Linked DNA regions of Mus musculus: region 1 is linked to region 2. A link is a contact called in public Hi-C data. All regions are on one chromosome and are shown on one strand. The core of a region is the stretch at or near the end of the contact, and the rest is flanking DNA. Distances in the headings are between cores, read along the strand shown. Region 1 has its middle 46 kb from the start of Gm31314. Region 2 has its middle 17 kb from the start of Gm7538.

Region 1 (4,900 bases), core at 2,241-4,740, 300 kb before region 2:
ACTGCTCACATCACACGGAGGCCTCGTGAAGAGCCAACTACCTAACCCTTCTCATGCAGAGTTAGCAAAAGCACACAGCCCAACAGTGAGGAAAATGGCTGACTCCCAGGCCTCCTTGCTCCTTGTGGAAGAAGTAGATTATAATGTGATGGAGGGTACTTGGATCTGGGGATGAGAGATAAGGGAGTTCCTTCGAAGCTAGGGCTTAGATGTCCTGATCCCAGGCTCCTCTCTTCCCTGCTTGTCACAGAGGCTAGATGGTTTGCCTCTCATCAATGGTGTATCTGATTAGCTTGAATCAATGTCCTGAGAAACACAAGAGGTCCGTAGTGACCCTCTCTCCTCCCCGCCCCTCTCTCCCCACTTCCTTTCTTCCTCTCATCCTTTTTGGCACTGAGTTTTGATACCCACAACAGGCTGACCCTGAACACACGATCCTTCTGCTGCTTATCTGCAAGGGCCCAAGGCCACAGGCGTATGTCACCACATGACAGCTGAGACCACGTGGTATGAGCCCCGCTCCCCACCTCGCACTAGCCATAGAGTAGGTCCTCAAGTTCACAAGGGCAGAGATGATTGTCTTGTTTACTTATATAGTACAAATGTCTGGCACAAAGGATTAAGGGCTGGAGCCTGCAGGAGACACTCAATAAATGTTTGTTGAATGAATAAATAAAAGCTCGGGTGCAGCTAATGGTAAACACAAGCAGAGGAAACGCCAAAGAAGAATCTGTTGGGACCAAAATACCCTTTTAAAATGTTGAGAACCTCCTCTTGTTCCTAACCTCTTTCAATCAAGAGATAGATAACTGATAAATTGGGATGTATCACAATACTGTCCTTGATTCTGCACAGAGAGGGTTGCAGCCTTACTATGCATCTAGAAAATATGTTCGGGAGGCTAAAATCCTGACCACACCTTCTCAGCAAGGCCAAGCTCCCTTCTCCATCCCGGTTCCAGAAGAACCACGCAGCTCGGGCTGAGGAAATGGTTCGTTCAGCAAGGAGCTGGCTAGATAGGAAATGAAGGCCTGGGTTCGAGCCTATGTAAGAACCCATGCTTGTAATCCCGATGCCCGATGCAGAGCAAGGGGAGACAGGCAGATTCCCGAGGCCTGCTGGCCAGGCAGCGTATCCAACAGTGAGCTCTAGGTTCAGTGTGAGACCCTGCCCTCTTAAAAAAACCCAACCTCGGGCTTCCACGTACAAGCGTACACATGTGCAGATACACCAGCAGACATAGCAGACATGACCGTGCACACACGGTCCTATATATAGGCACACCTTCCTTTGTGTGATTGTGCAGGTGGCCCCATTACGCCTTCTTGTGTCCTCAGGCACGAGCTCCCAGCTCTGCATTGTTCAGATACTCCAGTTCTTCAGTGGCTCAGTAGGTGCTTGCTGTGGCTTCTCAATGAGACTTCTGCTGCCCCAGTCCTGGTGAAGTCTCCCTCCTTCACTAGATAGCTAAGGAACCAGTAGGATGTTTCGGATGTAAACCCATGTGACCCTAAGGCTTGGTCATAAGACTTCCTTCTTGCTTTGTTTGCTGCTGTCTTATAGGAAGAATTTTAAAGCTTGCCCTTGGAGAGGTCTATGCAGGGGAGGAGCTGAAGCCTCCTGCTGGGGCTGTGGTAGTGAAAGTGATTCCTCTACCCCAGGTGATCTATTGATGTGGGTGACATTCTGATTGTGTTCCAAGATGATGATGATGATGATGGTGATTATTTTAAATATTTATTTATTTATTTCATGTACATGAGTACACCATTGCTCTCTTCAGACACACCAGAATAGGGCATGGGATCCCATTACAGATGGTTATGAGCTGCCCTGTGGTTGCTGGGATTTGAACTCAGGACCTCCGGAAGAGCAGTCAGTGCTCTTAACCACTGAGCCATCTATCTCTCCAGCCCTCAAGAGCACTTTTAACCTCAACACAGCTAAGTTACCCTCAAGTAACTTCCCAAATGAGTTAATAAGCAGTTACTTAAATAATTGAAAATTACTTTTTTATTTTATGTCTATACAGACATAAAATGTGTACCTGCATGAACTTATGTGCACCACTGTGCATTCGGTGCCTGAGGAGACCTGAGGGCATCAGATCTCTTGGGACTGAAGTTACAGGTGGTTATGCAATGGGGTGGGGGTGGGGGAACCTGACTCCTGTCCTCTGCAAAATCAGTAAGTGCTCTTAGCCAACAAGCCATCTCATCAGTCCCCATAATTCTTATTTAGGTAGTGTCCTGCAGTAGATGGGGCCTAGGGTCTCATGCATATCAAGCAAGTTTGGCTTGAACTCATTAGGTAGTCCAAGCTGGTTTCAAATTTGGGATGGTCTTGCCTCAGTTTCCAGGGTGCTAGGACTGCAGGTGCTTGCACCCTCAGGCCTGGTTTTGCTTTTGTTTTAAGTTGCTATTTATTGAGGTGATTTGTTAAGGATGAAAACAACATTTCTGTTGTTTGTTTGTTTGTTTGTTTCCAAACAGACTGAGAAATCAATGAGTGTACTGGTTCACAGACTTATTGCTAGATTTTAGGCCAATAGGATCTTCTCTCTCGGAACCTCTGTTTCCCCACCTGTAAAGTGGAAAGCTGGTGGCTGTGAGGAAGGGGTCAGTGGGAAACACAGGCAAGGCGTGGGGCAGAAGGTTTGGTAGGATCACAATGAATGTTATAGCATACCAGGCAGAGTGGTCACAGTGGGCTACAGGGAAGATGTAGTTGTTGTCAAAGTTACCATCAGTTCCAGGTCTAAGACTAACAGCCTTGGTGCTGCAGAAAGCTCTCATTTCAGTGTGTGAGAGAGGCGATCAGATGGGGGAGCAAAATGAAGGCTGGTCCTAACAAGGGGTGAGGGGAGACCCCACACGATGATAACGGACATACATAGGAAAAGCCCCTCACCTCTCTCTTGACACTATTTACTTTCTTTTCTTCCCCTCCTCAACTTCCTTTCTTATTGGGCCAGTGAGGGTCACACAGTCCAGGTTGATTGCAAACTTGTAAGGCTGACCTTGAACTCTTGGTCTTGAACTCTGCCTTCGACATCTGGGTACTGGGATTATAGACATGCATCCTCAGTATGTCAGGTTTATGCTGGGGGAGTGGGGGCAGAGTTTTGTGTCTGCTAGTCAAACACCTATCAGCTAAACGACACCCACAGCCTCTGGCCCCCTCTTTAGAGTAGACGTTTGTGGCCTCTGTTATCTCTGGTTTAGGAGCAAAGGAAGCAGTCTTGAGTTAAATGAAAAACCTACGCTACCCTTCCCTCTGTATATGGTCTTGGACACATACATAGCGTATGTAGTCTGCCTGGAGCTCAGCTTTGCTGCTCTTCACTGGTTTTTAGCACTTGAACAAGACTGAGTTTGGTCCTAAATCTGACACTAGCACACACTTTCTGGGTGCCATGCGTGTTACCATGGTTACCCGCTTTTATGATTTGAGGCTCCGAGCTAGTTCCTCTCTTCTGGAAAAGTTCTGTTCCCATGGAAAAGATGGCTCCAGGAGAGATGAATCCAAGTTTCCCTTCCCACACATCCCCAGCGCAGGGCCCTTCTGGACTTCAAAGGGAAGCCCCACCAGGAAGCTGGACATGCTGTAAGTTCAGCAGGGGGAGAGATGGGAGCTGGCTTCAAGGACTGTTGAGCAGCTGTTTGACATCACACCAGGGTGGCCGAGGCTTTGGGGCCGAGCCTGTTTACTCCTCACAGATAACATCTCGAGTGGACCATGGGGAAGGATTGGGAGGATGCTCGGGGTCAACGTTCACCTTTGTAGTTGTTTAAATATCGATAATAAGGCATGTGAGGCGGCCTGGCCCCGGGTGAGGAGCCAGCGATGTGTTTGGAGATATCCGCACACGTTCACTAGGCAACTTCAGTCGGGGGCGTCTGCAGTCTCTTAGCGGAGCCAGTGAAGTTTGGCCATCATTCTTCAACTTGAGAAGGAGCTCGGTAACTCCTCATTAACAACCCTCCTTGCTCCAAACGCTTTCTGACACAGCAGAATGGCTCCCCATCTGTATCAAATAAGCCAGTGAATTTACCAGGAGGCCGTGCTCTCTAACCAGGCGCGATGAGAACAAGATGCTAATTGGCTTTCAGGAAACAAGGCTTTTCATGGACGGAGATGTTATGGAAACAACCGAGGGAAGAAAAAAAAAACGGCAAACCAGAACAATGGCTCTCCTTAACTGCAAGTTCTCCCCGAGTGTATTATAGGCTCATGTGCACTTCAATTTGCTCTCCCTAAGAAAGTTCCAGGAGGCCACATGTCTGCTAACTGTTTTGAAGCACAGACTAGTTTGTGGAACCCAATGTGAGAGAAGCCTCATTAGGGATACACTCTGGCACAGACCATGTAGGAAAGTAAGGGAGGACTCTTGTCAATGCACATAGAGTGTGGTAAAACTGGCATAGAGTCCATGAGCACTCCCTAGGCCCCGAAGGGGCTGAATGTCAAAGCTATCATAGTCAAGTCTAGAAATCGATGATTCTTCTTGGTTGCTGCCATGTTTTCTTTAGTTAACGATTCTTACTAGCAAAATACTATCGGTAAAACGAGTTTCAGTATGAGAGTTTTATACGTGCACATAAGGCACATAAAGTGTTTAGACCTTCTTCATGCCTTCACCCTGTGCTCCCCTGTTCTCCTTGTGCTCTCATGAATCGTCTTCCTCTTCCTAGCTGGTTTGCCTCCGACTGCCAGTGTGTGTGTGTGCGCATGTCTGTCTGTCTGTCTGTCTGTCTGAATGTGTTTCATTAGGGTTGTTTATAGAGTGTGGGTGATAGTATTTCTAGGAGCATGGGCATCTTGCCAGTGTCTACACCACTGAAGACAATCTCTCTCTCTCTCTCTCTCTCTCTCTCTCTCTCTTATCAACCATTAACTG
Region 2 (5,142 bases), core at 406-2,905:
CACCCTAAATAAGTGTGTCCAGCCAACTTCTATAAGTTGCCTATACATGACAACCATTAGGATTAAAGTTTACAAAGAGCGGGCTGGCAAGTTGGCTCAGTGGGTAAAGGTGCTTGCCACCAAGTCTGATGATCTGATTGGGCTCCAGGGTCTTCCATGGCCAAAGCAGTGGAACAACTCCTCCAAGTGGTTCCCTGACCTCCACATGTGAATGAATAAATGAATGTAATTAAGATTTTTTCCAAATAGTAATATAGACTCAATTAAAAGTAGGGGTGTCAAAGCACTCACCCCAAAAATCTTCCAGGAGGATATAGAGCTAATTGCATAGAAGGCACAAATGGGAACAACCTCAAAGTGACCCAGGTGACAATTATAGATCATTAGCCAGCTCCACCTCAATCCCAGGGGACTTGGAAACTGGGCAGGACCCACAGTGCCATTTCTCCACAGACCCTAGACAATCCTCCCTCAGCCGTGACTCACTTCTCTGCCTCCGGCTGATGAAGGCTGTGGCCTGCTTCTCAGATGTCTCCAGAAAGAAGAATATCAACTTGTGGGATCCATCTGAGGAGGGTTTTTACACAATGTCCAGGATTGACAAATCTCTCTTGGACTGAGCTCAGCAGTCAAGACTGACATACGGCAGAGGGACGCTTGCCTAAAGCAATTTCACTTGGTTTTGGAAGAATCTTTGGCCCAGATGAGAACAATATGAGGGTCTGAGCCCAGGTTCCCTTTGTGCCCTGATGTTACCAGACTACTGGCCTTGAGCATCACATGACTGTGAGCTCTTCATCTACCAACCCCGGTGTCAATGGAGATAAATTCTGAGCCCCCATAGAAGGAGGGAGGAAGGCACTCGACTCTGTCAGTCCATGAAACTCAACGCAGCATCCGACTTCCCATAGTCCAGGATCTTCTCTGACTCAGACATGTGGGCACTCATGATTGACCTCATTTGTCTGTCACCCTGATACAGACACTCTGGCTCTGTGGAAGCATGGGATGCCTTATGCCTCAAGAACAGTGCTATGTGGAAGGACGAGGGGTTGTCTGCTTCTTGCTAGGGCTCTGCACTGCTTCCTGCTTTGTGTTAGACTCAGACATCCAGGTCTACTTTCAGCTGGAAAGGGGTATCAAAACCAGGCAAGACTCAGCTAAACCTGTAGCACCTTTTCTAGGGGAGTCTGCTTTACGTAGTAAATCTTGCACTTGGATGTTGCATGCACGGGCACACACAGCCTCCACATGGTGGGTGGGTGGGTGATGATCCCAAGACAAACTTCCTCCCTACGGGTCAGCATTGCTTAAGAAAAACAAGAGGCTGACTCTGAGAAGCCACGAGGATGGTGAGAGTCAGCCCAGAGCAGAACCTGCACTGCATTCCCTGGTGAGGATGCCCTGTGGTGGAGGAGTCAGCCCCTCATTAGGGAGGGAGCATTGAGAGCACTCATTAGGGAGGACTGGGTGTCCTTCCTAGGAGTGTGCTTATTTGACAGCCAGAGGCAACAAGTTGTAGAGAAGGGGGGAGAGAGGACAAAGAAAACAGAAGAAAGATTCTTCAAGAACAAAGGCATCCACTCCAGTCTGCCAAAACCTCATAAAACTGTAAACTGTTATGGAGTGTATAAACACATCGAGAAAAATAGAAGCACCGGGGCTCAGAAGCCAGGAAATGGCAGATTCTTTATCTGCCTTACCACGGACGCTCACTCACTGTTACTGGATCTGGTTGGTACATAATAAATACCCAAGAAATACCTGTGAAATGAGCGCATGACAGGAAGAAACTGCGTGACTGGGACTGTCTGGGAAGGTGTCGAGGACTAGATGGATTGTGGGGGATGGGTAGAAGGTAGATAACTGGAAGATAGATATAATCCAGGAAAGCCATGACTTCAACAAAGATCCCCCTGGGAGGGTGAACTTGTGATGTTGAGAGATGGTTGGGTCAGGGGAAGTCAGGTTGCACCACAGTGTATTTCTCCGAAAGTTTACTGACTCTGTGTCCCAGGGACCGACTAGTCTATGCTGTATGGAGCCAGAGGGAGGCTGTCAACAGTTCTCCACACAGCAACTCAGCGACCCAGGCATATTAACAAAAGAGGGAAGGACCCCGATTTTATACACGGTCCAAGGTGAGGAGAGAATGCAGTTCTGTTATTTGGTGGCCTCGTGGATGATGCTGGAGGGCACTGTGATGGGGAAGGATAAACATCCCAATTCTCAGCCATGTGTGGAAAGTAAAAGAAGAATGGAGATTGCCAAAGAGAAGGAAGGAAGGACACAGGGAGATAGGATGGTGGATATCAACACACACAGAGTACCCTCTCTGTGGGAGTGGGTTTGAGCTGCCACGCAGTGAAGAGTGGGGGAGGTCACAGGGATTTATTAGGTATTTTATAAAGAACAGGAGAAAGTATCAGAAGACTCCCAGCATGAAACATAGTCAGTTTCCAGGGAGACACCATGCTAATTGATACATGATCAGTATCCAAAGCTTATAGATTTACTTCGTTTTACATTGTACTTCATGAGCACATCTGGTTATTATGCAGCAACTAAAAATATATAAATAAGCTGGGCACAGTGGTACCTACCTACAGTCCCAGCACTTGGTAGACTGAGACAGGAGGATTAGGAGTTCAGTGCCAGCTTTGGCTACAAATGAGTCAGAAGCCAGCTTGGATTACATGAGATCTTGTCTCAAAAGTAGATAGATAGATAGATAGATAGATAGATAGATAGATAGATAAACAGACAGACAGACAGACAGATAGACAGACAAATAAGTAGATACATAAATAGATAGAAGATAGACAGACAAATAGGTAATTTTAATGCACAATTTTCCTAAAAAATCATACAATAGCCAACAGGCCTCTAAAGAGATACTCAACACCAATAATGAATCCTAGGGAAACTCAAATCAAATATGCAGTGACACATCATCCAGACACTCAGAATAGCTGTCCCCAAATGACTGACAACTATTAGTGAGAGGGAAAACAGTGAGACCTTCAAACTCTCTTGGGTGACACCATTTTGGAAACTAGGTCTACCAGAAGTCCACTTCTGAGTTTGGATCATACTAAGTAACTGAAGTCAAGACCCCAGGGGATGTCTGTAACTCTCCTCACAATCATGACGTACTTTCCACGGTGACTGAAGTATAAACATAGCAGATATGTCCATCAGCAGAGGAGTAGGTCAGGAAGATGAGTCCTACAGGCAAGAAAACAGAACCTATGCCACCTGTGACAACACAGCTGACCCAGAAGACATCGTGCTAATTGAAATAAGTCAGATGTGAAGGACAAACCTCACCTGATTTCTTCTATGAGAGACTTGACTTACCACATACACAGCTGTGCATGTATGACCACACCCAGCATACTGCTGTTGTATTCTTTATTTTCAAATATGTGTGTGTGTGTGTGTGTGTGTGTGTGTGTGTGTGTGTGTGTGTGTATTTGGTGTTTGCTTCCACATTTGTCTGTGCACCACATGAGTGCAGGCAGTGTCTGTGGAGTCCAGAAGAGGGTGTCAGATCCCTCTAGAACTGGAGTTGCTGAAGGTTGTGAGCTGCATGTGAGTGCTGAGAACTGAACCCAGGTCCCCTGGAAGAGCATCCCTGGCTCCTAACCAGGAGCCACCTGTGCAATCCAGTGCTGCTTTTTTTCTAAATAGCAAAGTAGGCTGGCAGTTCCATAAGAAAAAGAGGTAAGCTTCAAGGAGTCGTCATCAGAGTCACAGAGCCCCCTTAGATGCAAGTAGTCTGTGGCTCTTTGCACAGAACTTCAGAAAAACAATAGAGATCCTTTTCTATGTCTTCACCTTTTATGTAAAGCACATGGGGGCTAGAGCACATGAGGCAAACTCGGAGGACAGCAGAACTCTTTCCCATTCTAGTTCATCATCCACCAGTCTCTCCTTTCCCTACCAGGCAGATTCTATCTGTCTGTCTATCTATCTATCTATCTATCTATCTATCTATCTATCTATCTATCTATCATCTATCTTCTATCTATAATCTATCAATATATCAGTCAATCTATCTATAATCTCTCTCTCTATGTGTGCGTGTGTATGTATATATACAGTAGGTGGTAGGTAGATTATATATATGTAGATTATATATATGTGTGTGTGTATATATATATACACAGTAGGTGATAGGTAGATTATATATGTAGATTATATATCATATATAATCTATATATCTACTATCTCTATCTATCTATCTATCTATCTATCCATCCATCTATCTATCTATCATCTATCTATCTACCTATCTACCACCTATCTGTCTGTCTCTCTATCTATTGGATTTTAAAAGAATATTTCTGTGTAGCCCAGGTTACACTGTTATTAATCATGTAGAATATGCTGACCTAAAACAGGTAGCAATGCTCCTGCCTCAGACTCCCAGCTGCTGGATACAGCCAGGCACCACCACACCCATCTTTTTATTTGCTTTTGAGATGAAATCCCAGTGTGTAGCCCAAGCTTTCCTTGAACTTGCTATGTAGTCCAGGCTGGTCTCAAATTTGTAATCCTCCTGCCTCAGCCTGTTGACTACTAGGATATGTGGTATGTGCCAGCATGCTTAACTAAGACACTATTATTGTTTTTCTTTTATGTGTCAATGTAACCTGTGTGTGCAGCTGTCCACGGAGGACATTAGATTCCCTGGAATGGAATCAGAGTTACAGGCAGTTGTGATCTAGCATGTGGGATGATGGGAATTGAACCTGGGTCCTCTGCACAAGGACCCATGGCTGATACAGCTCCCCAGGACCCTAAACCCCATTATTCTCAATGTGCCAGTCAGCCAAGACCTCCAAGAACAAGATCCTGAGAGTTATTCACTAATAAAATAAAAAAGAACTCAGATAGCTGGAAAGGCATGAAATATGCTAAGGATATTTAGGAATTAAGATGAAATAAACAAAATTTACCTCAAATTAGAGCTGAGGATGGTGGATAATCTCAGATCTCCCAGAGTTTGTGGCAGGTGGTAGATGTTTTCCTGATATCACTAGTATCTCACCTGTGATTTCTGTATTACATTAGGATAGTTGTCTCCTCGGCTGAAATGCTGGTGGACCCTCTCTTTAAATATCAGGGTGCTTGTGA

The links. Hi-C and Micro-C count contacts between places; a contact is called where the count stands out from the background.
Region 1: a contact with region 2 is called in a Hi-C map of uterus, with 2.1 times the contacts expected there. The contact joins two enhancer-like sites. A contact is called at or near these places in 3 of 484 Hi-C or Micro-C datasets (nephron progenitors and uterus) and 1 of 9 other capture datasets (embryonic stem cells).

Annotation. Positions count from the first base shown.
Region 1 is chr5:119,479,506-119,484,405 of GRCm38.p6, reverse strand. No RefSeq gene overlaps it. Among named protein-coding and RNA genes, the nearest start is that of Gm31314, 46 kb to the left of the region's middle. Within about 2 kb of position 3,490, at least 11 of the 459 cell types and tissues checked have an H3K27ac peak or open chromatin away from gene starts, as enhancers often do. A contact at or near this core is called in uterus, where this site is marked.
Region 2 is chr5:119,180,109-119,185,250 of GRCm38.p6, reverse strand. No RefSeq gene overlaps it. Among named protein-coding and RNA genes, the nearest start is that of Gm7538, 17 kb to the left of the region's middle. Within about 2 kb of position 1,655, at least 8 of the 459 cell types and tissues checked have an H3K27ac peak or open chromatin away from gene starts, as enhancers often do. A contact at or near this core is called in uterus, where this site is marked.